7 separate regions of the Mus musculus genome follow, and all the other regions are linked to region 2. A link is a contact called in public ChIA-PET, Hi-C and HiChIP or PLAC-seq data. All regions are on one chromosome and are shown on one strand. Each heading gives the region's core, a stretch centred on a gene start, on an enhancer-like site or on the middle of the called end of the contact. The rest is flanking DNA. Distances are from core to core; before and after follow the strand shown.

Evidence for each region. A called contact is a pair of places that touch in the nucleus more often than the background predicts. ChIA-PET counts read pairs in DNA pulled down with a chosen protein or histone mark. HiChIP or PLAC-seq counts read pairs in DNA pulled down with a chosen protein or histone mark.
Region 1: a FOXA1 HiChIP or PLAC-seq map of pancreatic cancer cells shows a contact between it and region 2. The contact joins the enhancer-like site here to the promoter of Mbnl1 in region 2. A contact is called at or near these places in 3 of 484 Hi-C or Micro-C datasets (embryonic fibroblasts, myocytes and pancreatic cancer cells) and 2 of 115 datasets of contacts at active chromatin or transcription factors (bone marrow-derived macrophages and pancreatic cancer cells).
Region 3: a contact with region 2 is called in a Hi-C map of adipose-derived mesenchymal stem cells, with 3 times the contacts expected there. The contact joins the enhancer-like site here to the promoter of Mbnl1 in region 2. A contact is called at or near these places in 1 of 39 promoter capture datasets (the 3T3-L1 cell line), 1 of 15 datasets of contacts at CTCF or cohesin (the NIH/3T3 cell line), 16 of 484 Hi-C or Micro-C datasets (the 3T3-L1 cell line, 3T3-L1-derived adipocytes, the C2C12 cell line and 8 more) and 3 of 115 datasets of contacts at active chromatin or transcription factors (the NIH/3T3 cell line, bone marrow-derived macrophages and vascular smooth muscle cells).
Region 4: a contact with region 2 is called in an H3K27ac HiChIP or PLAC-seq map of the NIH/3T3 cell line, with 2.3 times the contacts expected there. The contact joins the enhancer-like site here to the promoter of Mbnl1 in region 2. A contact is called at or near these places in 2 of 484 Hi-C or Micro-C datasets (both in cortical neurons), 6 of 115 datasets of contacts at active chromatin or transcription factors (the 230-238 cell line, the NIH/3T3 cell line, fetal liver and 2 more) and 2 of 9 other capture datasets (adipose tissue and liver).
Region 5: a contact with region 2 is called in a FOXA1 HiChIP or PLAC-seq map of pancreatic cancer cells. The contact joins the enhancer-like site here to the promoter of Mbnl1 in region 2. A contact is called at or near these places in 3 of 484 Hi-C or Micro-C datasets (embryonic fibroblasts and uterus) and 5 of 115 datasets of contacts at active chromatin or transcription factors (bone marrow-derived macrophages, kidney, pancreatic cancer cells and 2 more).
Region 6: a Hi-C map of the NIH/3T3 cell line shows a contact between it and region 2, with 4 times the contacts expected there. The contact joins the enhancer-like site here to the promoter of Mbnl1 in region 2. A contact is called at or near these places in 1 of 15 datasets of contacts at CTCF or cohesin (large pre-B cells), 3 of 484 Hi-C or Micro-C datasets (the HL-1 cell line, the NIH/3T3 cell line and Th2 cells), 2 of 115 datasets of contacts at active chromatin or transcription factors (bone marrow-derived macrophages and large pre-B cells) and 1 of 9 other capture datasets (adipose tissue).
Region 7: an RNA polymerase II ChIA-PET map of memory CD8 T cells shows a contact between it and region 2, with 746 read pairs. The contact joins the enhancer-like site here to the promoter of Mbnl1 in region 2. A contact is called at or near these places in 2 of 15 datasets of contacts at CTCF or cohesin (large pre-B cells and pro-B cells), 17 of 484 Hi-C or Micro-C datasets (the AML12 cell line, B cells, CD8 T cells and 11 more), 12 of 115 datasets of contacts at active chromatin or transcription factors (the 230-238 cell line, CD8 T cells, bone marrow-derived macrophages and 7 more) and 2 of 9 other capture datasets (adipose tissue and liver).

Annotation. Positions count from the first base shown.
Region 1 is chr3:60,748,284-60,752,416 of GRCm38.p6, reverse strand. No RefSeq gene overlaps it. Among named protein-coding and RNA genes, the nearest start is that of Gm38326, 38 kb to the left of the region's middle. Within about 2 kb of position 1,831, at least 3 of the 459 cell types and tissues checked have an H3K27ac peak or open chromatin away from gene starts, as enhancers often do. A contact at or near this core is called in pancreatic cancer cells, where this site is marked.
Region 2 is chr3:60,499,843-60,503,627 of GRCm38.p6, reverse strand. Mbnl1 (muscleblind like splicing factor 1) reads right to left here and starts at 2,449. Exons shown (of 10, transcript NM_020007.4): 1 at 2,205-2,449.
Region 3 is chr3:60,711,274-60,715,585 of GRCm38.p6, reverse strand. No RefSeq gene overlaps it. Among named protein-coding and RNA genes, the nearest start is that of Gm38326, 75 kb to the left of the region's middle. Within about 2 kb of position 2,480, at least 15 of the 459 cell types and tissues checked have an H3K27ac peak or open chromatin away from gene starts, as enhancers often do. A contact at or near this core is called in the C2C12 cell line, the NIH/3T3 cell line, adipose-derived mesenchymal stem cells and 2 more, where this site is marked.
Region 4 is chr3:60,291,507-60,295,796 of GRCm38.p6, reverse strand. Gm33650 (a long non-coding RNA gene) reads left to right here. Exons shown (of 4, transcript XR_375699.2): 4 at 2,271-2,382. Among named protein-coding and RNA genes, the nearest start is that of Gm33650, 16 kb to the left of the region's middle. Within about 2 kb of position 2,621, at least 36 of the 459 cell types and tissues checked have an H3K27ac peak or open chromatin away from gene starts, as enhancers often do. A contact at or near this core is called in the NIH/3T3 cell line, where this site is marked.
Region 5 is chr3:60,265,057-60,268,890 of GRCm38.p6, reverse strand. No RefSeq gene overlaps it. Among named protein-coding and RNA genes, the nearest start is that of Gm33650, 42 kb to the left of the region's middle. Within about 2 kb of position 1,345, at least 9 of the 459 cell types and tissues checked have an H3K27ac peak or open chromatin away from gene starts, as enhancers often do. A contact at or near this core is called in pancreatic cancer cells, where this site is marked.
Region 6 is chr3:60,343,998-60,348,185 of GRCm38.p6, reverse strand. No RefSeq gene overlaps it. Among named protein-coding and RNA genes, the nearest start is that of Gm33650, 37 kb to the right of the region's middle. Within about 2 kb of position 1,580, at least 56 of the 459 cell types and tissues checked have an H3K27ac peak or open chromatin away from gene starts, as enhancers often do. A contact at or near this core is called in the NIH/3T3 cell line and adipose tissue, where this site is marked.
Region 7 is chr3:60,317,793-60,322,014 of GRCm38.p6, reverse strand. No RefSeq gene overlaps it. Among named protein-coding and RNA genes, the nearest start is that of Gm33650, 10 kb to the right of the region's middle. Within about 2 kb of position 1,629, at least 33 of the 459 cell types and tissues checked have an H3K27ac peak or open chromatin away from gene starts, as enhancers often do. A contact at or near this core is called in CD8 T cells, the G1E-ER4 cell line, Th1 cells and 4 more, where this site is marked.

The sequences.
Region 1 (4,133 bases), core at 582-3,081, 250 kb before region 2:
TGAGGTCGTCAGCCAAGACAGAAGAAAGATACATTTTTCTAGCAGATCTATTTTCAAAACAAGAATTGAATCCAAATTATATATTCTAGGGCCGAATCACATATACAGTAGATTGTAGCAAATTAAGAATATCTACATATAGGTTTTTAACTAAGCCTTTTCTTATAAGCTTTAAAACAAATTTTGTTATAGATTTTGACAGATTCTTTACCTATAACCAATGAAGTTAATCATCCTGAGATAAAGACTCTTTACACAATAGTCGCAAAAAATTTCTTGAGAGCAGAACGATTTAAGTGTGGAAAGTTCTAGAACCTTAGAGATAAAAGACTTTGGGATCATTTGCCTATGAAGTCACATTGGTTGCTACAATCTGTAAAATTTTGGAACTTGAGTGTGCCATATTTGTCCATCTAGCTACACTGAGGCCAAGGCATTGTCAGTAAGACAACTAGGTTTTAAGAAAATCTCTGAATCCAAGAAAGAAACTGAGTCTAAGGAGGGAAGGAAGAAGGGTTGTTAAAAGAACTCTGCCCAGGGAGGATAAGGAAGCTAAGAGCCAGAGGACAGTGTGGCCATAAGGAACAAAGAACCACAAAAAGGAATCCTACTGAAGGGACTTCCATTGCTGTAGAAACCAGAAATACATAGAGAAGCAACAGGACTTCCAGGAGGGAGCTGAGAGAACAGAAGGGCAAGGTTTCAGAGGCTCAGAAGGACTTAAGGAAGCTCTGGGACATAACAGGCAGCTCTTCAGAGGAGAAAAGAAAACTTGCAATGTACAGACCCTGAAGAGCACAAGGAAAGATAGAGCAGTTAGGTCTGAGGGGAAGTGGGTAAAGAAAGGGTAGCAGACTCAGGAGCATGTAGAGAAACTGTGGGACTTAGTAGGCAGTTCCTAGGTGGGAGATAAATGTCATGGAAACAAGAATTCCAAGAATTTTATTGAGACATGAGAGTTATGTATGTCTATATATGCATAGAATTGTATGTCTATATATGCATAACTTCCAGCAGGATGTGCTTTCAGATGAAGTTCCTGTTCAGGTTATTAAGTCTCCTTCTTTTTCACAAGTTTACCCCATTTTTGATTGTTATTTACTATGCATATACAGCAACCTCTATCCTTCAAGCTCACCTTACTTTCTGTATGTTTAGATAGTATATGGGCTTTCTGTCCTAAATTCCTCTAGATGATTCTGAGCATTGCCTCCATATTGGCTGGATTTGTGTGTCAATTTGACACGAGCTAGAGTCTTCAGAGAGGAAGAATTCTCAGTTAAGGAGATGCCTCCATGAGATCCAGTTGTAATGTGTTTCATTAAATAGAGATCAGTCGGGGAGGTGGTGGGTGGTGCCACTCCTGGGCTGGTGGTCCTGGGTTTTAGAAAAAAGTAGGTTAAGCAATTAGTGTGAAGAAAGCTGGTATACAGCACCCTTCCATGGCCTTTGACCCACTCCTGCCTCCAGGATCCTGCCTTGTTTGAGTTCCTGTTCTGATTTCCTTTGATGATAAACACCAATGTGGAAGTATAAGCCAAATAAACCTATTTGTTGCTAACTTGCTTTTTTGTCATAGCAATAGAAATCCTAAACCACCCTCTCAAAAACATGGCTATGTGAATTCTTTCAGCATATCAGTAAATATCAAATATTTTATGCTAAATGATCAATGTCTGACACAAAAGTCTATGTATTTTGTGACTATATAACTTGGAATGTCCAGGGATATTAAAAAGAATGGCAACTTCCCATGCTACACCCAGCTACTCTCAGCTCTGATGGTCTCTCCGACCAATTCTTATCTCATGGAAGCTCTCTGACTCAGAGCTCCAAAATCTCTCCACCCAGCTTACTAAGTTCCCACTGGTGGGTTGCTACCACACCAGCCCCATGCTGCAAAACCCCCATGGCCTTTGTGGTGCACATTGGGCAACTCACCTTTGCTGCCTTACCACTACCTCTGTCTCGAGGCTAGCCCCAGCAGTGACAGATTGCTTTCTTCCCAGTTCCAGTTCACTTGTCTCAGTGCCACCCATACCTTCTGAGCCATAAATCCCCTGTGGTCAGTGATCCCACATTCCAGTAACCCAGTAAAACAAAACTCTAGAAGCTTATAATTAGTCTTACTGATATATCAATAAATTCTCAATACACAAGATGCCCACACAATAAATTAAGGGCCAATAATGGTACAAGTTGCCCATCTAGATTAGACAAGCTACCCCAATTATTCTATACCTATATGATATTATATCTACCTGCAGCTATTTGAAACCATGTGGAATCTGAATCCTATTTGTCCTCCATTTTGTTTCCTTCTTCTTTTCTCCTGTGTTGCTTCCTGTCTCTGCAACTCTTTGCTCTGCCTCCCTTTTCCCTGTCCAATCACAGGCCTCCTGCTGCACTAATATTTAAATTAATTGGACTGAGAAAATCGTGCCACACAGGGAAGGGAATATTTTGGAAATGGGAAGCACATCAGTGGTTGCGTGTATGCCTGAGGAAGCCAGAAAGAACTGGCTTATAAAGGGGCATGAGACTCATTCCTCAATGAGGAATAAATAGTTAAATAGTTTATCTTCATCCAACCCCAAGGCTCAAGATTTGGATCTATGGAAGTGGTGGCAAGAGGTGGGGCATAACTCCAAGGAAACATTGTCTTCCACACATAACAGGGATGGACATGTGAACTCTCAGAGACTATGCCAGCTTGAACAAGACCTGAACAGACTCAAACCAGAAAAGGGCCCAGCACTGAAATGGGGCAAGTGCACATAGGGTCCCACTCCTAATCAAAAAGCTAAATTGATACCAGCTAGCACAGGGAAAATCAGTTTTCTCCAATGGCATGTCACTGGATATATCAATAATAGTCTAGGACAGGTCCAATACCCAGAATCCAAGAATTAGTTGGCCAACACAAAATGATCACTTGCAATTCTGATCTTGAGGCTGGGAGATACAAGTTTCTGACTTGCATTTTGGCCGGAGATATTGAGGTATAGTGGCTGTGAATCCCAGGAGACTAAGACAAGGAGATATCTGAGTTCAAGGTCACCTGGGACAAAGTAAAGTACCAGATCCAGGTGTGGTGGTACACACCTTTAATCTGTGCCACACCTTCTGCTGGAGACCTACATAAGGACATTGAAAGAAGGAAGATTCACTCTTCTTCACCTGCTTGCCTTGTGGGACTGAGCACCTGCTAGATCCTTGGACTTCCATTCACAGCTGCTGCTGACCATTGTTGGGGAGTTGGACTACAGACTATAAATCAAGTATAGAGACTACCCATAAATTCTGTGACTCTAGAGAACCCTGACTAATACAGGACCATAGATAAGAACCCCTCCTCTGCATTTCCCTTAAAGCATACCCAACACCCTACTGACCTGAAGGTCTGGTCACCTGAACCCCAGTCTACTCAGGCCAGAAGACCAGAAAAAGAAACCAATAGAAAAGAATCCAAAACATTCCCTTCTAACAAAGATAAACTCTAAAATCAACACCTAACTCTATAATAACCCCAAACCAAGATGGCTAGAGATCAGTGTAAGCACACAACCAACAACAGCCTTAGTCGGGCTGAGAAAAGAATCAGGGAAACAACATCCTTCAGAATAGCCAGAAATAAAGTAAAATATCATGCTGTAACTCTAAGCAAATAAAAGAACTGTATGACAAGAATTTTGAATTTAAAAAAATCTGAAGATGTCAGAATATAGAAAGATCTCCCATGCTCATGAATTGGTGGGATTAACATAATAAATATGGTCATCTTACCAAAAGCAAAATACAGATTCAACACAATAGCTATCGAAATTCCAACACATTTTTTTAATAGATCATGCGAGGACACTATTTAACTTCATATGTAAAAACATAACAAAACAGGATATGTTGAGCCTGGCTTGGTCCTGGGTGGGACAGGGCATGGCTCCTCCCCTGGGACAGGGACCAGGAGTGAACCTCCACTAGTGTCAATGGCTGCTGTGGGGATAAGGTTTGTTTGTATAATAATGTACATATTTCACATTTCTCTGAGAAATGTCCTATCTGTTAATGTTAATGACTCCATGATAATCTGAGACAGCAGGAGTTCAGGAGGTGAAGGTGTGGCTAATGTCTCA
Region 2 (3,785 bases), core at 1,200-3,699:
ATAAACAAATCAAATACAAGACTAACGATGGTGACATCGATGGGGGAGGAGGGGGACAATATGTAAAAATTTCTTACTTACAATAAAAGTCGGAACTATTATATAAGAATGGCGCCCTCTTCCTCAAGGAAAGCCATCACTGCATGTTTCTACCCGCCTCCTCCACCCCCAAGGAGAAACCTTGAGATAATCTCTTCTTGCTCTGAAAAGAACCAAGTGTTTCATTTCACAGGAATTCTATGCCCTGAGCAAGAACAGAATGTTAGAACCAAAATGTAATGAATTCCACTTGGAGTCTGCCTCGGATGGGGAAGCACACACACAAGCAGCCGTATCCCAAACCATGTAACACTTTGCTTTCTCTTTTGGCATGTGCCCGAATACTACTAGATGTGGATCTGATGCTCACATTTGCTCTCAGTTACAGGAGAAAAAATATTAAATGAAGCTTATGTGAGGTCTGTCTAAGTCTCTCCCAATAATAAAATGTGTCTATGATGTATGATGTCTTCAGTGGTGGTGCAATTTTAAAACAAATGAACTGGTTTCCTGGGGCTGAAGCCAACCTGTTCTATGAACACAACCTTCAACTAAGTAGTTCTCACTGAGGAAACTCTGCATTAAACATAGAAACATAAAAAACTATGTCTAGATCTTGGGGAAAAAAGTGTAACCCTGTACAAATACAAGAAACTGGAACATGATGGCTTTCTTGAAAGCTAGTTTAGCTGTCACCAACTTTTAAGGAGGCAAAGATGGAAGTGACAGCCACGTGCTTTCTCCCGCTGTGAAATAACTCATTGTCTTCAGGCTACCAACTACATAGTTAACACATCTGCCTCCTGAACTAAATTGTTCAAGGATTCTGCAGTCCTTGAACTTTCACTTCAACTTATCTTTGGGGATCAGAATTTTATCTTACAAATAGGACCAGGTAACAACACCAACATTGTAAAGCCATAGACAGAGACAGCCTGGTTTGGAAAGTTATGGCCTAAGTAAGTTCCTTGTATGAACACTGTGTTGAAACCCAGGAAGGAGGTCTAACATGCCCACTAGTGTACTATTTCAAAGCATGCTGCAGAAGACCTGCGTATCCAAAGGCCGTAATTATGACTTCCCTCTCCTTGAATTAATTTGTTTGTGAAATAGCTCAGAGTGTTGCAGACTTTATTAATCACTTGCTATGGTCTGTGCCTGTGCTGGTGGACACAGAAACCTAAAACAGTGGCAATAACCTTCCAGGCTGCTTCTAACTTTGTTTTTAATCCTGGGGATGCATACCGCACATAAACCCATCTTAGCAGCGTAATAGGCTTGTCTCAACACCCATGTAGCTGTAAAATGCTGTGGGCTAGCCAGGAAGGCTTCAGCTCCATTTATACATACATGCATGTGTGTGTGTGTATGTGTGTGTGTGTGTGTGTGTGTGTGTGTGTGTAATTTCTTTAAATCTCACGTTACATCCTCTAAAATCAAAGTATTCTCATATGGCACATTACTAACAACATCAGACTCGGTCTTTTTTTTGGGGGGGCGGGGGGAGGAGTGAGGAAAGGTTTCATATTTCTCTTGTTTTTATTTAAAAAACCAGTCCATATACTGACTACTTATCATGAAAGCTGTTCTACCAGCCTACTGTGGCTCCACCCGGAAAGCTCTATACTTACTTTTCTTACAGTTTTTGAGTGACGCACTACAAAACCACCAGAAAGGGAGGAAAAGCGGCAGCCCTCTCAAGCAGGGCGTCTTCCTCCCTGTAAACTTGGCAAAAAGCACACTGGACTGAAATACAGCACTCTCCATATAAGGCAGCCCAACTAAACATGTCATGCGTAATTTATGGGTGGCAAGCAGAGCATTAACCTCTGCGTGCACATACTTGGCCCACATGAAGCCGGTGCTGGGTGGCAGCCCCGGCAGAGGGATGCGGGCGCGGCCGGGACCCGCGCGACCAGTGGCCGCCCCCCGTCGACCCTGGCAGAGGTCACCGAGTTCACAGCACTCGGCCACGCACCTGCCCCGGCTCACCGGCCACTAGTCCTGTCCCGCGGCGCCCCACGGGGGCCCGCAGGGAGGCGCGGGACAGGGCCGGTAGCCGCAGCGCGCGATCGCGGTGCGGCCCGGGGACCCCCGAGCGCCACCCGAGGCCGCCGCAGCGCCGCCCGCAGCGCAGAACAATGCGCGGCCGCCCCGCCACTCACCTCTCACGTGGCCGTGCAGGCTGCCCGCCGGGGCCCCGACTGCCCGGGGCATTGTGGGATCGCGACTCCGGGATGCCCGCCACGGGAAAGGGAACTGGCCGGGTCCGGGTCACGGGAGCATGGCGAGCGCCCCGACTCGACGGGCTGCGGCGAGAGACTGTGGCATGTCGCCGTGCAGCCTCTTATCGCCGCGCGCCGGTTTCCGCCGCTGCGCGGCCCCTCCCCCGCGCCAGCCCCGCCAGGAAGGCGCGCGGACGCGCAGAGCTCCCACGCGCAGCCCCGGCCCCCGCCCGCCCGCCCGCTCGCTCGCCCGGGCCCGCGCCGCTCACCGCCGCTCCAGCTCCCGGGGCTCCGCGCCCAGCCCGCGAGGCCCGCAAGGTTAGACGGAAGGTTAGAGTTAGCTGCCCGGCCTGCAGCAGCAGAAGCAGCGCATCGCCTGGAACCTGGAAGGCGAAGGGCGGGAAAGAAGCTTGCACGGGTGTTGGTGGGTATCTTTCTCAGCACTCACAGTTTTGGAGTTCTGCGAGAAAACTGATCGTCACCCAAACACAAACCCAGGCCACCTTCCTGTCCTATCGGCAAATAAAACTTGCAGTTTAAAGGCTCCCTTACTTCCAACTCTGCAGTGTGGTGTACAGAAAGCAAGCAGGGCTCCCTCTTTTAAAATAAAATAACATCTTAGGCGCTGCAGAGGTACTCCCACGCAAACAAGCCCTGGGCAACTGCCCGCCTGAGCAAATGAAACACCAGCTCCTAGTTCATTAGCTGCTGTCCTGTAACTTGGCTTTGAAAGAAAAGAATTCTGGGCTTCTGAGAAGAGATAAAGTTTGAAGATCTGCGGACGGGATTTCCAGTGAATTTCAAGGAATTCTGATAACTTCGTCAGGGATGATTTTTAACTATAAAAACGTTTGTTTCATGGTTTGAACATGAGTTGAGGTGAGTGAATGCAAACTGGATTTCTCCCTCCCTGTTTCTGTTGAGTGGGTCAGGCACACTCTCCTAGGCGGAGTAAATAAATAAATAAATAAATAAAGTACTCCACTAGTTTGCAGAGGTACTAGTAACAGATCTTGATCCTCTGCTGGTCCATGAAACACGGACTTGCTGCTTACTGATCCCTTCCTGAAATAATTAATTAATTAACTAGTACCACTTCTCAGTGTTAATTATTAAAAGTTCCCAAGTCCCCAACAATGGAAACAAAGTAGAATGACAGTAGCATTTTCTCAGAGAACAGAGACAGGGAGTTTCTAACTGACAATTAGTAACCACCAGCGCCTGAGGACTTTCTCAGCATTCATTCCAGCAACTGGATGGAATGTGAGCTATGGCAGAAGTAGTTAAGTATAGGTAGGATGGAGGTAAGTGCAGGAGGATGGAGTACACGGATTGTACTTTTTGGAGCAGCATGGTAGAAAAGAGCACCAGCCAGCTGGTGCTAAGATGGTAGGCAAATATCCAAAATGCCCTTGAGAAAAGGAGGGAAGGCTCCCTGGAGGAACTTATGCAAGCAGCGCCTTGAAGGATGTGCAGAAGTTGCTAAGATAAAAAGAGAGTTGCCTGGATAGGCTAGCTGGC
Region 3 (4,312 bases), core at 1,231-3,730, 210 kb before region 2:
AGAAAAAGAATCCTGACAAGAACTACCAAGTTGAAAGAGAATTTCTCTGAGTCTAAAGTGAAACTGAAGTCTCCACTCATAGAAACTGCACAAGTAACACAAAGAAGAATAGTTAGATATAAGATTTCTATATGATTAAAACAACCACCTAATGAAGGCACTGCTAAGAATTTTGTGAGGTAGCATGTGCCTAACCTAGGCAACCTAGATATCACCTTATACAAAAGCATCTCTTCAAAATTAAATCCAAAGGCTAAACTGGGAACAAAATGTCTAAACTGAAATTTGATCCTTGGTGTCCAGTGAATGGATAAATTAGAGAATACCATCCCCCAAGGAGAGTAATTATAATCACACAGCTGAAAAATCTCCCTGCTCCCTGGATCATGGCAATGCATTTTACAAGTTGAACACCCTGCCATAATGTGGCTTCAAGTGTCAATCAGTCCCCTGGGATGATAATTACAGGCATCAATAAAGTCTGGAATTTCTGTTTGATTTTGAGTCATAATTCTCATTGAAAGAGAGTAGTCTGGAATTTTCTGGAAGCCAAGATATTTCTTGTACGGGCTACTGGTACTAAGGCTATTTAGATATTTGTGATTTCAAAGGAAGTAAGAATATATTTCACAAGCATAGCATATATTATACTTTCACTTCCCCTCCTAACATGAAATATTCAGCAAATAGTGAGATACAATTTTCTGGAAAAGTGTTTGCCAGATGTTTTCTTGAGGGGCAATACTCCATCAGTCAACAGTATTGGTAGTGTTCTGATGGTTCTGCATGGGTTGGTTTGACATTATTCTCAAAATATGCCTAACAAAAGCTAAAAAGTAAATAATTTGTAAGTGCCAGCTCAAACACTATATTAAAACTTTCCTCTCTAATTAGGGACTATTTTAATTTGTTTTTTTATAGTACATTCATGTTTTTAAAATATAAGAACTTTAAAAGATGATAACAAGATAAAAATCCCAAATCAACAGAGACCTCTCTCTGATCTGAAACTACACTGCCACCCCATGTCTGTACTGTAGAAAATGTTTAAACAGATTATATAATTTATTTCCTAATCTAAATCTGTTATTATGGCCATTAAGTAGGAAGGAAAAAGTCCAATGCATAGATTTTTCCAAATTTATGATGCTGATAATCTCTGAAGTTAGAATTCGTATATGACCCAGCTGTACAGTGCCTATCCATGCTGAATACTGCAGAGCCTAAGTACGCAACAAAACTGAGACAACACAGGGCATTTATTTATTTTGTAGTTAGCTAGATTTCTAAAAATAAATAATACAGTCATGGGGTTTAAAATGGTAAGTTTTACTCCATCACCAAAGTAATATTGTCGTGGTTAGTATTGTCAGCTTAATAGAACTGAGGCTCATCTGGGAAGTGGACCTCTGAGCATGCCTGAGCAGTTACCTTGATTGCATGAATTGAGTAGGCAATACCCACCACTATGGGCAGCACCATTCCCTAGGCAGGGCATCCTAGACTATACAAGTAGAGAAAGTGAAGTGAAGTGATCAGCACACTTATATTTGTGGTCTGTTCCTGACTGTGAATGTGGTGTGCCCACCTTCAGCCTTCCCCTGCCTTGACTTCCTGCCATGTTAGACTATCACTTTGGATTGTAAGCTAAAATAAACCCTTTCTCTTTCATCTTGCTTTTTTCAGAGTAATTTTTGTAGCAACAAGAAAACAAATAACATAATATTTTTCCAAAATAAGATATACCATTATATTTTTTTAAATTTCTGCAAAAATTATGTATTTGTATACAGATATATTTTTGAAAGTTTTTTTTTACACAACTGAACATTTAAACACTGCTTTCAGTCTTTGTATATTTGTTAAGCAATATATTCTTGGACATAATTCCATATTAATGCAACAATCTAAATTTACCTCTATTTGGATATTTTCAATTTACTACTAGGAAAAACTGTCTTTTTCTCAGAAGTACCAAGACTTCCTTTCTCAAGTTATCAATATCATAAGAGGAAAAAAGCGTTCTCTTTCCCCCATAGTTTGGTGTAAAACTTTAATTTTACAGACAGAAGCAGTAAGACAAAGCAAGCCAGAAACCAACTAAAACACTGATAATTTTCAAATTAAAACTCTATTGGGGGTTAGAACTGTAATTTCCCATTTCCAATTGTTTTGTGAACATTATTCATCTCTAACCCTTCACAATAAATGCTTCAAATTGCAAAATTTTCAATTAATTAACGGAGTTGTACGTGATTAAAAACCTTCACTGCTATCTCTTCTACAGCAACTTTTTGTCATATTCAGCATAAAACAATAAGGAAATCTTCAATTCACATCATATTTCTTCTATTCAGTACGTGTCTATCTGTATACACATATAAAATTCCACATCCAATAATTTGAATAACCAGAGCCCTACGTGGTCAAATTTGGTTTCCTCTTCCTTTTTCTGATTCTTATTCATATTACTCATATGGCTGGAATGTTTGGATTGTGAACTTAAATCAGTTGGTTAAATTTATAATGTGACCTCTCATGACCGTCATCTCTCAAAAATGTTCTTGTTCTTGCCTAGCTCAGTTTTTATTCTCTGTTACTACCCCACAGTTTTTTCTCCTTGTCTATTTTAGAATCCCAGGAACCAAGAAAAGTTTAAAAAATTATTACCCGGAGCTCTTGACTCTAGCTGCATATGTATCAAAAGATGGTCTAGTCGGCCATCACTGAAAAGAGAGGCCCATTGGACTTGCAAACTTTATATGCCCCAGTACAGGGGAACGCCAGGGCCAAAAAGGGGGAGTGGGTGGGTAGGGGAGTGGGGGTGGGTGGGTATGGGGGACTTTTGGTATAGCATTGGAAATGTAAAGGAGCTAAATACCTAATAAAAAATGGAAAAAATATTTTTCATAAAAGGTATCCACAAAGACTGATAAGGCTTCTTACTCCTCATTCCCTAGAGGTTTCTACCAACTTATGAGCCAATATTTGCATTTTTAAGAAAAAATAGTATTATATGCTTTTCCCAACATGTTTAGGACATTGAATGAAGGTTCTATTTTCAGTCCAATGGTTACATAACATAGCTAGAATATGTTTAGGCTTTTCTTCAATAACATGTTAACCCTTCTATTATAAGATGAAGTTTTAAGTTCTAAAAACATCACCATCTTGTCCCCTTTTAGGCCAAAGACAAAATTATAAATACTATTCATTAGGCAATGATGGAGGGATAAAGAAATGAGGTAATTAATAGTGATGAAGAATCTTTAATGGCACCAAGGAAGAGTTAGGATTTGAAGTCAGAGGCCTGTGATTTGGACAAGACTTTACATCATGCCCTTCAGACTTTCGAAAAGACATTTAAATTTTCAGAGTAGTAGAACCTATCCCACCAGTTTTTTGTTTGGTTGTTTTATTGTTTTTGTTTTTTAGAACCACAAAAACCACCTGGAGTGATGTGCATATGTAATTCTGCCAACTCCAGAGACTGAGATGGGTGAATCACTTGAGACCAAGAGGTAGAGACTATCCTTGATAATACAATGTGATGCATCTAAACAATTAAATGGAATTGGTTAAAAACAATTACTTTAAAACTCACTTGTGTTAGTTTACTTACCCATTTGTGAGTTCATGAACATTTGAGGATTGTGGAGGAAAAATCTCAAGCACTAAGAGGCAGTAGCACCAGGGGCTTTAGTGAACAGTGCTCAACAGGTTGCACTGAAAGTGAAGCCCTTCTCAGCCATCATTCCAGACCACAACTGGTCAGAAAGAGAGAAAATTAACCCCATCCTTAAGTGGATAGATGAGGTTGTCCTCCAGCAAGAAAGGATAATTTTTGAGCCAGAATTGTACAGAATAGCAGGACATGAATTATTCTATAGCCTATTGTTTACCTGAGACATAGTTATAATGGTTAGTTTTGGTTGTCCACTTGACACAACAGATAATCACCTGAAAGTGTGTCTAGAGCAGTTTGTCTGTGGGAATTTGTCTTGATTACATACATCAACGTGGAAAATCCAGCCCAAAGGTGGACAGACAACACCATCTTCTAGGATTGAGTCCCAAACTGCATTTAAAAACGAGTAAGTGAGGTGAGTATATGCATGCATACTTTGTCTTACTGCTTTCTAGTCTTGGCTGTGGATGTGATGTAACCCATCCTTTGGCATTCCTGATGATGTAACTTCTCTGTATGTAATGAACAATAGCCTAGAGCTGTGAACTAAAATAAAGCTATCCTCTCCTATGTTGCTTTTCTCAAATATTTTCTCACAGCAACAGGAAATGAAACTATGGCATA
Region 4 (4,290 bases), core at 1,372-3,871, 210 kb after region 2:
TAAAAAAGAACTACCATGTGATCTGCCCAGTCCACCACCTGGGACTCAGGATCATCCTAGTAGTTGTTAATTACTTGTGGCAGAAAGAATGACTCTATATATATATATATATATATATATATACACATATATACACATAATATCTATATATTAAATATATAAGTTAAATATCTTTTATAGAGAATAATTATATATTTATATATATTTACATATAAATTATATATTATATATACTTTATATTTGCTTTGTAAATTGTAGTTTGTGGTAAGACTACTTTGATTGTTCCTCTGATGCTCTTACATTTACCTGCATAGTTAACTAACCTGAATAAATAATTCAGTTTCCTAGTGTGAAAGTTTATAATTTTCAACATGGTGTCACATGTACCTTTTTACTTTACTCTAGGCATCGTTCTCTAAAGCAATAATGTGCAATTATTATCTCTACTTCTTAGACAATTGAGGCTTCATGTATCTAAGTAATTATTCAAGATTTTGGTCTAAGGCCTCGGGTGATGGTTCTATTTGTTAAAAGCTCTTGTAGTCCATGAGTTAAATCCACAAAAACCTATGCAATGAACCAGATTTGGTGATGCACATCTATAATTTCAATATTATTACATCAAGATAGGAAGCAGATACTGGGGAAAGACCAGCTGGCCTAGGGTATGCTATACATAGCAAGAACCATAACAAAGGCCCTATCTCAAAGGTGGAAGGCTAGAGCCAAGTCCTAAAAGTTGTCCTCTTATTTCCATATGCATATAATGGTGAATTTTTGCCTGCCTTCGCATACCTTGCATGCAGCATGTATGTGTGCCCCCCCCCACACACACAAATGTATTGGTCTGCAAATAGTATAATTTAGACTATGACTGATTTAAAACATGTTTTACTAAAACAGACTTTATACCTACCAATTGAGGAGTTTCTCAATGAAAATTACTTTCTGTCTGCTGTAATCAGTTCAATGGACCAACAATGTTCTAGTAGCTTCTAGTCTCCTCCTTGTTATTTAAATTCATAATTTCTCATACTCCCCCTTTCTTTCCTTCTTCACAGCAATGTTTCTATCTTTTCTTTAGTAAATGACCATTTCTACACATATTTAAAGAGCTAGAATGAAACTTTGAAACCTCCTTTGTATTATATATTTGCTTCTGCTGTGAGGTTCAGTAACAGGAAGAAAATTTCAACCAAGCAATTATCTATGAGTTCCTCCAAGAGCCCTAAGTGCTTTTCACAGCCCTTTTTTGTTATGTGCTGCATTCCTATTGCTTATGTTGTCCTCTCAGGGAGAAGCTCACAAATATCGGCATGGGCAGAAGGGCACCACGTGGGCTGTATTTTTCTGTATTTATCCAAGCTCAGTGCCTCAATGTCTGTGACAAGAATAGAATGCAGACCAGCAGGAGGACTCATATTTTTAATGCCTTTTCGAAGTCTGCCAGTTCTTGAATTTGTGGTAATTTTGACATAGTCTTATTCTTATTGTGCAAGCCCAGTTCTTTGAACACAAAGTGCATGTCTTTACTCTTTGTTAGGTGTTGTAAACTACGCCTTGCATAAGAGCAGAATCTCAGGTTTCCCACTTAGTTGATCCACTTAGTAGAGCGTAAGAGAAAAAAAGATGTCAAGGCTTATGAAAGTTAGTTCACCTTCAGGATGCCAATCACCCAAACTTGATCATGTTCTTTCAGCTAAGAGTGCTTGGATTCCAGAAAAATGGTTATAATTTATGATTATAAATAATATAAATTATGATTCCAAATTATCATTATATAGATGCTCAAGATCATTGGAATTAATGACTACATGCACATGTCTATTTTTTAGAAATAACTTGACATAACCATCTATCTTATGGATACTCAGTTTTTGTAAATGACTCTCCTCTAAGAATATAAAATATGCACCATAAAGCTATTAGTATCTCAAATTCTCTCTTATAACCTCACATGCATCTATGGCATGAGAGACTGTATGGGGGAAGGGGAGAACTAGACAGAGGGCAGGAACATGAAAGGAGGTCCAAATATGAGCAAAAATGGCATTCATCAAAATGTCATAAAGAAATTTTTACGTGTACTCTTATAATGCTAATGTAATATAAGCTGCTACTAATGGTACATTTGTATTTTGATGATGTATTTAAACAATGGTTTAAAGGTAATAAGTATAGGTTTTCTATGTAACTAACTACATGTAGCAAGATTCTAGTTTTTACAAGGTTTCTTATTTCCTGATCTTTCCCCCTCCTTTGTGTTGCAGATTTTTATGCCCAAGAAACAGAAACACAGAGAAGTAGAGTTTCCTTTGGATTGTTCTGGAAGAAGGAACCCAGGACTCTGAAGCAGGATCGCTCATGAGGAGTTCATTAAATATTAACAGCATTGGAAATATATTGCAGAACTTTAAAAAAAGTAGAGGGTTGCAGAAAGTCCTTGATTTTAAGGAAACATGAAAAATAAAACCTATGTAATATTAATGAAACATCCTCCAGTCTCCTCTCTCTGATATACCAGAACCTGCCAAAGAAACGATGAATACATTGCCTCCTACAAACAGGGTTTTAATGGTTCCCAGCAGAGCCACACACACAGTGCATTATTCTAGCCCTAATCATGATGGCGTGACTCAGGCCATAGCCTCTTCATTTCCACATTTTTACCTGAGGTTCACAGCCACACCATGTTTCAAGAATTAGTCAGCAAACAGTGATTAGTCATTGCTATTACTTTTATTTTATTCTCCCAAATAGATGTATTGAAATCATAATTTCCAGGACCTCAGAATATAACCTTGTTGGAAAATAGAGTGATTGTATATGCAGTTAGTTGGGATGAGGTCACAATAGGATAAGGTGGGACTTTCATCCAATTGATTGCTGTTTCTACAAAGACACAAACATACAAGGAAATGACATATGAGAACTGAGATTGATACAAGAACTGTTGGCTCAGGGAGAGGATGAATTGGAGTTTAGTTCTACAATCAAAGATACTTGGACGTCTGAAGCAAGAGGTACATACGTCTGAGGTTATCCTGAGCTATACCCTGGGACACCTTAATAAGATAATGTCCCTATATATATGCATGAATTAATGCTTACACATACGAATATGTAAACCAAGCAGAAAGAAATATGGAGTAGCTTATCCCTCAGAAGCCTCTACAGAATCCAATCTTACCCACACCTTGGGCACCTAAGCTACAGAAATTCAAGGAAATAAATTTCTAGCTTTTGAAATCACACATTTTGGGGTATTGTGTTTAATCAGTCCTAGGAAATGAATGTACCCAGCATCTCCAATCCTTGACGCCCACTCATTCTCTTAAGGAACTACTAGGTACCTTTGTGCCTATGTTATCCTCTCAGCCTACCTTTTCCACTCTAGTCATTACCATGGCAACCATCTGCTCACAGATGCAACCTGGCAGCACTGTTCCTCATCCACAGTGGATGTCTATAGCACTTTCCCTCTGCTCTCACAGAGGGTTGCTGTCTACTGCTGAGACTGTACAGCTGTACCCATACATGAGCAAATTAAAGCAGCGCAGAGCTTAGCACCCAAAGAAAAGCTGGTAGAACTCAAGCTGAGGACACTTACTGCTCTGTCATGTTGCCTAAATGGATAATTTCCCCCCAGAAGTACAGGGAATGGAGGCTGCCAGGAGTGTTCTTTTTTTAATTCTCTTAATTATTTACATTCCAAATGTTGCTCCTCCTCCTGATCCTGCCTCCCAAACTTCTTCACCCCATGCCCCTCCCATTTGGCTTTGAGAGGGTGATCCTACCCACCTCAGCCCCTCCCCCATCTCACCCTCTTCCCACCATCTCCCTTCCCTGGTGCATCAAGTCTTTACAGGATTTGGTGCATCTTCTCCCATTTAGGCCAGGCAAGGTAATACTCTGCTATATACATGCTGCAGGCCAGGGACCAGCCCATGTATGCTCTTTGGTTGGTTGCTTAGTCTCTGCGAACTCTGAGGGATCTGGGCTGGTTGATATTGTTGTTCTCCCTATGGGATTACCATCCCTTTCAGCTCCTTCAATTTTTCCCCCAACTCTTCCGTAGGGACCTTCAGCCTCAGTCTAATGGTTGGCTGTTAAATGTTTACATTCATCACAATCAGTTGCAGGTAGATCCTCTCAGAAGACAGACATGCTAAGTTCCCATCTGCTAGCACAACATGGCATCAGTAATAGTGTCAGTGTTTTGTGCCTGCACATGTGATGGATCCCAAGTTGGGCTGGTCACTGGATAACATTTTCTTCAGTATCTGCTCC
Region 5 (3,834 bases), core at 96-2,595, 230 kb after region 2:
ATATAAGATACAGTTTTCGAAACACATGAAACTCAAGAAGAATGAAGACCAAAGTGTGGACACTTTGCCCCTTCTTAGAATTGGGAACAAAACACCCATGGAAGGAGTTACAGAGACAAAGTTTGGAGCTGAGACAAAAGGATGGACCATCTAGAGACTGCCATATCCAGGGATCCATCCCATAATCAGCCTCCAAATGCTGACACCATTGCATACACTAGCAAGATTTTGCTCAAATGATGGCTTTTAAGAGACAGCCAGAAGGGTAATTTTAAAAGAGGAAGGTAGTGTCAAAAGGTTTGAAAAGACAGAACCATTAGGTGATTCAGGGCTTAACTAACAAACTAGTATATTGGTGGGTGAATGCAGGAATTCCAACCCTGAATGGGATAGGATCATAACTTTCCTGAAGGGACATAGGTTATTTTTCTTCCCTTCTTTCAGGAAGGAGGGATGGGTCAGTGCACAACAGTTAAGTTTGGCCCCAGGGTTCTGTTTGCTATGAGTCTAGGATAGTGGAATGAGAATGTATTAGTCTGTTTAAGTGAACCTTATTTCTTTACCATTTTCTGCTCTTCAAACATGCCTTTTCACTGCACACAGTTTTCAAGAAGTTATCTTTTCTTTTTTTAATGAATTCTTTTCTGCACATAGAATGAACATACTAGGGTAGAACCCCTTTTTAAGATATCCCATTGAGAGTCATTGCCTCAGATTATTTCAGTAGAACAGAGAGAACAATAAAGATTTTTTTTTTTCTGAATGGCTGAAGGTGGGGATTTTTAAACATGGAGACCACTGAACTATAGGGGAAAGAAGTCATCAGGATGAGAAAAGGCATAAGCAGACCAATGAGAGAGGCAGGATCCAGGCTGAGACTGAAAGGATATTTTCTCACCTCCAGTTGGACTTTGGTTTCTTTCACTAACCATTCCCCACCCTTTAGGATTGCTGACACATTCCAGTAATATCTCCAGCAAATAACCTTTTCTCCCTTTCTTTTATTTTGCTTAAACTAGCTAGAGTCCTTTTGTTGTGGAGTTAAAATTGCTCTAAATTATACCTGAATTGAGACATTCACTCTGCAAAAAAAATTCAGAAATCAATGACAAAAAGTGAACATTGATTGAGGTTTTTTCAACTAAGGTTTGGCAGCTGAAGGTCAAGGAGTAGAAGAAAATGTCCTGAAAAAGCAAGTGAAGTGATAGGTAAATAGACTTGTAGTCAAGATTTAGTAATATAAACACAAAAGTGAAATGTTTTTACCTAAGAGGAGAAGGGTGGAATAAGTTGACAATGGCCAAAGTGGAAAAAGGAATTTCAAGTATGGGGTGTGGATAAGTACTTAATATTGTTAAAGGTTCACCAGCATTGGGGTGGTTCAAAGGCTCTTGACTTAGGCAAATAAATGAAGACTGTGCACTTTGCTTAGGTGTAAAGGGTTTCTGCAAAGAGAGAAGAATGCTGCCTAAAATCAGAGATAAATAATGAATGAGAGAAGCCTGCCCTTAAGGAAAGGAGACAGTAATTAGAAGAAGTTGCTTCATTAGTATGACAGATATTTTAGCCTACTTGATGTGACATGTGAGACAAAGCTGTGTGGTAAAGTTGACACAGTGCCTGCCTGTAGTTTACAGTCTAGTGAGTGGGGAGGCTTACAAGGGAAGCTTTTAAGACATACAACTAAAAACACACACACACACACACACACACACAAGTACTCTACAGTTATTTTGGCTTTATAATGACCTATCAAAGTTTATAAACACACACATGCACAAAGACACACACACCTAAACACAAACACACACACCTATATATATACACACACACACACACACACTACATATAGTCTAAGATAAATTTTGAATTTCAAAGGCAAATAAATTGTTTATAACTTCTTTTCTCGCCAACTTCCCATACAATTCCAATCCACAAGCAGACTGTTCTGCCGAGAGACCAATAGCTTGAGAAGTAGTTCCTTCTCTTCCCTGAGAAATGAGTAATGTGAGGAATGAACAGCCTTAAGTACCACTAACTAGAGAGTGCCGCACTGAGGACTGTTGAAGCAGACAGCAGCATCCAGAGGAATCATACCAGAAATATTAGTTCACTCTTTTTACTTTCTTAATAACAATAAAAAACTATATGTATAACTATATGTATGCTTTCTCTTCACTATAGATCTTTTATTTCAAAGTAGTTATGTAAAGCTCTTTATAAATGAGAAATTTTTGTGTTTTTAATGGCACACTCCTAAGTCTCTTCTTTTTTCCAACAATGGGAAGGTAAAAGAATAAAATTCTACAGTTGGGAGGCTCCTGTTTATGAATTACTCATATTATATTTACAGATATTGAAAAGGACTGCTATGAATTACTACTTTATTGCCTAGCTAGTGTTTCTACATTTAGTAACATTAAAAGTTAATAGTGTCCAAAGACCACTGAAACACTGATATAATTTCTCTAATGTTAGTGTGGGGTAAATACAGAAACTCAGGATACCCAAGATATAAGATATAATTTGCTAAACACATTAAAATCAAGAGAATGAAGACCAAAGTGTGGACACTTTGCCCCTTCTTAGAATAGGAAACAAAACACCCATGGAAGGAGTTACAGAGACAAAATTTGGAAGTGTGACGAAAGGATGGACCATCTAGTGATTGCCATATCCAGAGATCCATCCCCTGATCAGCTTCCAAATGCTGACACCATTGTATACACTAGCAAGATTTTGCTGAAAGGACACAGATATAGCTGTCTCTTGTGAGACTATGCCAGGGCCTAGCAAACACAGAAGTGGATGCTCACAGTCAGCTATTGAATGGACCACAGGGCCCCCAATGGAGGAACTAGAGAAAGCACCCAAGGAACTAAAGGGAACTGCAACCCTATAGGTGGAACAACAATATGAACTAAGCAGTACCCCGGAGCTCTTGTCTCTAGCTGCATATGTATCAAAAGATGGCCTAGTCAGGCATCACTGCAAAGAGAGGCCCACTGGACTTGCAAACTTTATATGCTCCAGTACAGGGGAACACCAGGGCCAAAAAGGGGGAGTGGGTGGGTAGGGGAGTGGGGGTGGGTGGGTATGGGGGACTTTTGGTATAGCATTGGAAATGTAAATGAGCTAAATACCTAATAAAAAATGGAAAAAAATAAAAATAAAATAAAGTTTTCACTAAATCTTTTGAGAATTTCATACAATGTATTTTGAGTATATTTATGCCATGCCCTAAGTCCTTCAAGACCAATCTACCCACTCTTAGCTTCCTATCCACCCAACATTGAGTTTTCTTTAAGAAAAAAAAAACTAATCTAATTTTTTTGTCTAAATAATTGTGTGAGTAGGGCCTGCCCTGGAGTGTGGTCAATCCAACACGGGTCACATTATTTAAGAAAACTGACTGTCTTAAGTGACCCCCAAAATTCAACCAGAGAACTCCTAAACCTGATTTAAAAAAAAAAAAAAACCTTCAGCAAAGAGGTTGGATGTAAAATTAACTCAAACAAATCAGTGGCATTCCTCTACACAAGGATAAACAGGTTGAGAAAGAAATTACGGAAACAACACCCTTTACAATAGTCACAAATAATAAAAAATACCTTGGTGTGACTCTAACTAAAGAATTGAAGGATCTGTATTATAGGAACTTCAAGTCTCTGAAGAAAGAAATCAAAGCTCTCAGAAGATGGAAAGATCTCCCATGCTCATGGATTGGTAGGATTAATACAGTAAAAATGACCATCTGTAAACAATTTGTAGATTCAATGCAATCCCCATCAAAATTCCAACTCAATTCTTCACAGAGTTAGAAAGAGCAATTTG
Region 6 (4,188 bases), core at 331-2,830, 150 kb after region 2:
TATGTCTTGTGTTGTCAAGTTTCATTTTGTCTTTTGGAAGCCTACTCTCTTCAGAAGGGAGACAGAGGGGGAGAGAGTCTTGGAGAGAAGAGAGAAGAGGGAGGGAGCTAAGAGAGTGGGAATATATCAACTGTGGTCAATATATATTGAATGAGAAAAATAAACCTACTTGAAAGAAAAAGAGAAAAGGATGAGTAAGAGACTCATCCTCCACTTGATATACAAGTTCTTTTAAAAAAAATTTGAAGACAATTTTTTGGGTACAGTATAGCTTTTAAAAGGTACTTTAGAGAACTGTTACTCTTTTTATAAAATAATTATATTTATTGTTGTGCAAGTGCAAAGTTTCTAAGACCCTGACCTTTGCTTAATTCTGGAACGAGGGTCACAGAGTCGCCTGCACCCCACCCCCCACTCCATGACTCCACTGCAACTGCTGCACTTTCCCACTTCTCTGTGCACATGTTCCTGTTCACCTTATATAAACTGCTCTCCTGGCTTAATGTCTCTGACACTCAGGGGTAGCCATTTTGTGTCTTGGATAAATAAATTTCTCTAGGGAGACCTTGCTTTGTGTTTGACTCTCTTGTAACTTTGTCTTATTTAGGGTCTCCATGGCAGTGAAAAGACACCACAACCCTGGCAATTCTTATAAAAGAAAATATTTAATGATGGCTGGATTACAGTTTTATAGGTTTATTCCATTATCATGGGGCCAGGAAGCATGTCAGCATGCAGGCAGACATGGGGCTAGAGGAGCTGAGAGTTCTACATCTTGATCCACAGGCAGCAGAAGGGGACTGTCCCACTGGGCGTGGCTTGAGCATATAGAAAACCTCATAGGCTGTCTCCACAATGACACATTTCCTTCAACAAGGCCATGCCTACTTCCACAGACCCACACTTCCTAATAATGTTACTCTCTATGGGCCTCTGGGGGCCAATAGGATTCAAACTACCACATTCTTACTCTCCTGAAATGCTTGGGTACCCAATCATTTGTTATTTGCATATATGTGTGAACATGCATATACCACACCCTCATGTAGAGGTTAGAGGATAACTTGGTGGAGTTAGTTCTCTTTTTTCACTATGTGGACACTAGGAATATACCTCAGTTCATCTGGCTTGAGGGCAAGTCTATCTGTTGAGTCACCTTTCATGCTCCGGAATACTATGGTTTAAATTAAATACAACATTAATTAAATTTGCTGAGTTTATTCTGTTCCCTTCTAGTGATTTGTAAACTTTGAGCTTACATTTACCTCTATGTTGGATAGTAGATCCCTCCAGATTGAAACATTCCATCTGCCACGGAAACACCTTAAGCCAGAAGAAGTAAACAACTCAAAATAGCTTCAGGAAGTCTCCCAAACTCATCAGATTCTCTATTTCTCTGGGTCCCCAAGATTATATAAACAACAACAAAACAAAAGACCACTGACAGTCACTATTAGACAAACCAAGTATCAAAAAAGATTCTGAGATCAGAGCAGCTGCCTGGAAGAAGCAGAGACATTAGGAGCTTCCTGGAAGAGGTTTAGACCAAATGAGTCACCTGGAAAGAATGCAGTCCAGCATGTTGAAGTGCTTTCAGGCTTTGCAGTGTGTTCCAGGTCCACAGATTTTGTGAACTGGCACTCATGCTAGAATGGGCTTTGTTGATACAGTTGTCTTTGAGTTCTTTCTGATCCTGTAAGTAACTACTCTACCATATTCTTGTAAGCAACCCAAATAAAACAAATTGGTTGACCAAGTTGGACTTTGGTAGTATCCTTACTTTTGTTTGTCTAGGACTCCCTATCTGGAATAATTAGATGTGTATGTGGGGTGTGTGTGTGTGTGTGTGTGTGTGTGTTGCACCTCCCTAGAAAAAGTCTTATCATACAACACTCTGCTTAATTTATGTTACATTCATTAAAATTACATTATGTAAATATGTACAAACATATATACTTACACACATATATGCACATATGTGTGACTGTGCATATATATGTAGATGATAAAGATTTGAGCCCTTTTCCCACATGGCACCTTATTTAAACATTAACTGACCATCAACATATGCTTTCTGTTTGGAAGTTTTATAGTTGTACAGCATTCTTTTACAACAATAAGACTAGTGTTATTTTAAATACATTTGCTTATTTAATTATTACCTCTTTATGTGATGAGCCTTTGGTGGCTACTGCCATTGATCTCTGCGTGAAAACTCTTTTCACCTGACTAGAGCTCCTATGTTCATGTTAGATATTGTCTGCTGTTCCCCTGGAAGTATACCCCACTCCCCCCTCTTACAATGAAGCAGTGCAAGGCAAAGCAAAGCTGTGCAAAGGACTCTCCCTAATACACCTTTGCAAATGTGAGCTTTATCCTTATGTCTTTGGGATTCAATTATCTCAAAGGAAAAAAAAAAGGTGGATGAAGAAGAGGAGGTAGAAAATAAAGAGGAATAATGGCATAGAATAAAATTAACAATATTTCGGTTTTATCTGAAATAGTATTTGAAACATGGTTGTGCTGTTTGTATATTAGAAAATTATCCTTAGGGCATGGGAGGCCTTAGAGTCATAATTATTATAGATAAGCAGGGCATTAATGCTTTATAGCAATGATGGTTAATGCTAATAATATTAACTGGACAAAACTTAGAATCAATTGAGAGCATCCTGAGGATGCCTGTAAGGGATTCTCTTCAGTACATTAATTAACTCCCACAGGGGATCTTGACCTGTACATAAGTGGAGAAGGTTCATGGACTACTTGAAAGTGGAGAATGCTAGTTGAACACTACCATGAATGCATTCCTTAATCTTTGCTTCTCACTAGAGTCATAATGTGATAAGCTCCCTCAAACACATTCCACTGTGACCTTTCTTGGATGAGGGACTGAACTTGGAAATGTGAGCTAAGTAAGCTCTTTCTTTTCCTTTCTTTCTTTCTTTCTTTCTTTCTTTCTTTCTTTCTTTCTTTTTTTTTTCATTATACTTTCTTTTTCCCCCAACTAAATCACTTAGGAGTCCTTAGAGAAATGATCAAAAACTACAACTCTAGACAAACAAGGCTGAAAAAAGCATTTTTCACACTGCATAATGAAACCAACCCTACAGGAAACATAATAATAATAACGTTCATGGTTGGGTCTAGTTTTAGAGATATAAAAATCCTTCATACAAATTTTATAACCTAAAGGAAAGAAGGAGTAAAAAGCCAAAGACAGAATCCCAAACGCCTTCAGGGGTGTAGTGATGATCCAGAAATATCCCAGAACCCTTCAATAAACCAAAGGAAAAACCTTGAAGATGACCTTCATGGTCATGGAATGTCATGCAACAGTCCTAAGGTTGATTGTATCTGCAAGCTGTCATCAGTTTCCTCAGTTTGTGGGTGTCCTGTTAGGCCTGAGGCAGAGGGTTGCTTTGTGATCTGCTCATGTAAACAAACAGCATAATTGGAGGACTAGTGGTTTCATTAGTTGGAATATTTTATCGCAGCAAAGGAAAAAAAAAAAAACAAAAAACAAGACAGAAGTGAGGCCATTGCTATCATATTCTGATTTGAAGCCCTTGGGGTTGGGTTTTATTCATTCATTTATTTTTACTTTTTAAAGAATGTGAAGAATTTTAAAGCTTTGGGCTGGAAAAGCCGTTGCATGAGAGATACTGAACTTAATGGGGCTCTTCTAATGGGAACTTGGAAGAGAGTATTGCTGAGAGAAATGTAGACTGTGGAGATGAGCTCCTGCAACTTTGGGGAACAAGGATTCTATCTGGACCTGGGCTTGGATCATTATGTGGTGTTTTTATGAAGAACCTGGCTTCATTCTGTAATATTCCACCATGTCCTGGATAACTTGAGTGAAGTTACACATAAAGATAATGGACTAATCTGTTTGTTGATGAAAGGTATATCAATAGGGTTAAAGTTATGTACAAACCATGCAGACAACAAAGCAACTGTAACTGTTAAACTAGATTAACACCATTAAAGAACAACCCAGTGCTTTGCATTAGGGCAACAGGAAAGCAAGTTATTTCTTTATGTCACATGAAAGTTGACATAATTGATCCAAGTGTGCTAAGCCATAACTTGAACTGGCAGCAGAATTTGACAGCATTGTACACATGCCCTTGGTTTCTAAAACCTCAAAGATGAAGAATTGAGGTGGTCATGGAGAACAGGTGA
Region 7 (4,222 bases), core at 380-2,879, 180 kb after region 2:
AATCTTGCTTTTCAATTCTCATTCTCTTTAGGGTGCTTGCTTCCTTGAGCATGTGGGACCTTTCTTAGAACCTGTTATTGCCCACAATTCAGTTAGTTACAATTAGATGCATAAAATGAAGAAAGACATATAACATTCTAACTACACATAGTGTTGGGAAGTTTTCAAGGAGAAAGGGCACAGACCCTTGTATCTATTCCTCATAGGTTCTGTATACCAGCTGGGCAAAACTTTTGCAGACTGGCTTGCTGTGCTTGCTCTTATCTGGACAGCAGGGCTATCTCATATGCAGTGATATCCCCCTCGGATTTATCTTTCCCCAGTGTTACCAATCCTACTATTTTCACCGCAGCATTTATTTTAAGCCTTATATTTTCTTTAACAGAATACAATGTAACATTTATACAATAATATAAATTTCCCAGTGATTTATACAAAATTACTCTCTTTGCTATGAATTTAATCACATTTGCAATTATAAACTAAGTTGGGTTAACTATTAGATTATATTTTATTGTATCTTTATAATCTTGGTTTTATTCTGAAAATAATATTCCAATCAAAATTATTTCTTCTAGCTCTTAAATGAGATTGTGGCCCCAATTTCATGTTGATTTATTTCTGTGCCTCCTTCTACATCAAATGAATTAATCACCCCGCCCTCCAGTTAGGAAGCAAAATAATATTTAACTAGAGAGATTATTGCGAAATAATTTATCTGATAATGACTTTCATTGGCAAGTTAACGAGAGACACATTTGTAAGGAATTAAGGGTTTCAAGCTGAATAGACTTAAAAATAAGTTCAATGTATTTGTTTACATGAAATAGCCAATATTAAGGTAATGAGAAATATACATCCTTCTTAGGATGTATATATAAAGGACATTCTGGATTTGATTGCACTGTTATAAGAGACTAAACAGTGCTCATAATAGAAAGTACCACCACCTTTATATTTCCTTTATTTTCCTAGGAAATTAATATTTACTCCACTCCACCATGTCCCACACCTATCTGTGTAGAGAAGATAAGCTCATGTTATCCAGTGTCTGAACTGAGGACAAGGCTAACTATCAGTAGGACTGATGGGAACTGATTGCAACTATTGCTCCTGGGATACTGTCAAAGAGGGTGTGGGGCCTTGAGAAAGTTCAGCTACTGAAACATGACCTGTAGGAATTCGAGGAGATGAGGGGGAGAAATTTAACAGAAGAATTATCACTGTACTCTCAACAGCCATTTCTGAGACTACCACACCCTAGAGAGGTCTAAGAGGTGATGAGTCACATGACACAAAGGTAAAAAAATATCTCTCAGACTGCTTATGCTGCTACCACCACCAATACCACCTATGTTGTTGTGGTCTGGATATAGCCATTCAAACATTCAGTGGATCATTTCTTGCCTTTTCTGGACTCTGCAAGAAGGTACACTCAGTACCTTGTGTTGAGGGATCACCACTCCTTGTGGTGGTTTGAGTAGGTTTGGTCCCCATAGGTTCATGTTTTGAATGCCTGGCTCACAGGGAGTGACACTATTAGGAAGTGTGGCATAGCTGGAGTAAGTGTGGCCTTGTTGGAGGAAGTACATCTCTATGGGTGTTGGCTTTGAGGTTTCCTATGCTCTAGTTCCACCCAGTGCAGAAGAGAGCCTCCTCCTGGCTGCCTGTGGAAGACATTCTCCTCCAGAGTGTCTTCAGATCAAGATGCAGAATTCTCCTCCACTCCTCTAGCACCATATTTACCTTCCTGCTGCCTTGCTTCCTGCCTGATAATGGACTAGACTTCTGAAACTGTAAGCTATCCCCAATTCAATGTTTGCCTATTTAAGAGTAGCCTTGGTCATTGTGTCTTCACAGAAATGGAAATTCTAATGACGATACCTTTAAACCTGATACTGGAGAGGGCAGCTGTGCCTCATGTGGGGTGACAGTGAGAAGTCTCTTGCTCTGGAGGAGCTAGGTGGTGACCCTCCCTGATTACTCTCCTGGGGAAAATCCTAGTCAATTGTAAGCAATGTGTGCACAGACATCAAAAGACAGGGAGAAGAACTCTCAAAAGAGGAGCAAGGGAAGCTAACTTTCCCATGTATGTACATACGCAAGGGGAAAAGTGCTTGTCCAAGTTAAGGATGTTCAGGGCCACTTATGGCTTTCAGTAAGGATAAACATGGGAACAATATCAGTGTCCCCAAGCATCCTTGATACTGTCATCTTTGAGAGAAGATCACTGAGGTCAAAGCCACATATCAAAGGTCACTGTTATTGAGTTTGAATGCTAACTGATTTTTAAAATGTGGCATTTGTATACTCATTACTTGGCAATGTTAGTATATAGGTGTGTGGTAGATTCTTTAATGCTTTGAGACTATAAACAGGTCTCTCCAATGGCGATCAATATAACATGAAAAAAGTTACATGCTAGTTTTCTGTAGGTTAATTTGTCACTGTTTATCACTTGCTACTGGTACATTTCGAAGATCAACAAATTGTTGACCTTTAATTAAACTATAGCAAGGAAGGTACTACTGCAAAAACCAGCACATGCTAAACAGCACTGCTTCACTTGTTGTTCTGTTGATTATACCTATAATATTTTTGGAAGAAACCTTTGTATTAAACTTGAAGTAATTTGCTTAGAGTCACTAGGTTAGAAATGACACAATTTCTCTGCTCAAATTTATTTTACTAGATCTTTGAAATGTCTCTATTACTAATAAGTGAGTGGCATTGCTCTCTCTGTCTCTCTGTCTCTGTCTCTGTCTCTGTGTCTCTCTGACTTGCAAACATAAATTGAGTGGCTAACAATATTAACTTCGATTCTGCACAGGCTCCAGACATCTGGCCACTTTCCCTGCCAGAGGAAAGGGGTCCACCCAGCCCAGGAGCGCTTTGCCTGAGCATCAGCAGCAGACATCTTGGTTCCAGGACCCCGCCGAGTGTATTCTGCACAGGTGAGAGTACTGAATACAGAAGCTAAAAGCTTCTGGGACAGGTGGGAGCCACAGAGCTTCTAAGGCAGCCCCCTTTTCGGGCCCCAGACAGCTGGCCATTTCCCAGCCAGAGGATAGGGGTCCATCCGGTGCAGGAGCGCTTTGCCTGAGCATCGGCAGCAGACGTCTTGGTCCTGGGACCCAGCCTAGAGTATTCTGCACAGGCCCCAGACATCTGGCCACTTTCCTGGCTAGAGGATAGGGGTCTGCCCGGGCCTGGAACGCTAGGCCTGAGCATCGGCTGCAGACATCTTGGTTCCAGGACTCCTCCAAGAGTATTCTGCACAGGTGAGAGTGTAGAATACAGAAGATAACAGCTTCTGGGACAAGCCAAAGCATCTAGACTTAGGGACAGGTCCTGTTTTGGGCCTTCGTCTTCGGCCAGGAGGGAGGTCCTAAGGCCAGATATCTGTGTAGCTTTCCTGTAAAATGAGAGCTTGCCTGCAGAGAGTGCTCTGACCACTGAAACTCAGAGGAGAGAGCTAGTCTCCCAGGTCTGCTGATAGAGGATAACAGAATCACCTGAGGAACAAGCTCTAACCAGAGACAACTATAACAACTAGCTCCAGAGAATGCCAAATGGTGAAAGGAAAACTACTAACAGAAATCAAGACCACTCACCATCATCAGAATGCAGCACTCCCACCCCACCTAGTCCTGGGCACCCCAACACAACCGAAAAGCTAGACCCGGATTTAAAAGCATATCTCATGATGATGGTAGAGGACATCAAGAAGGACTTTAATAACTCACTTAAAGAAATACAGGAGAACACTTCTATAGAGTTACAAGTCCTTAAAGAAAAACAGGAAAACACATCCAAACAGATGATGGAAATGAACAAAACCATACTAGAGCTAAAAAGGGAAGTAGACACAATAAAGAAAACCCAAACTGAGACAACGCTGGAGATAGAAACCCTAGGAAATAAATCTGGAACCATAGATGCGAGCATTAGCAACAGAATACAAGAGATGGAAGAGAGAATCTCAGGTGCAGAAGATTCCGTATAGAACATCAGCACAACAATCAAAGAAAATACAAAACACAAAAGGATCCTAACTCAAAACATCCAGGAAATACAGGACACAATGAGAAGACCAAACCTAAGGATAAAAGGAGTTGATGAGAATGAAGATTTTCAATGTAAAGAGCCAGCAAATATCTTCAACAATATAATTGAAGAAAACTTCCCAAACCTAAAGAAAGAGATGCCCATGAACATCCAA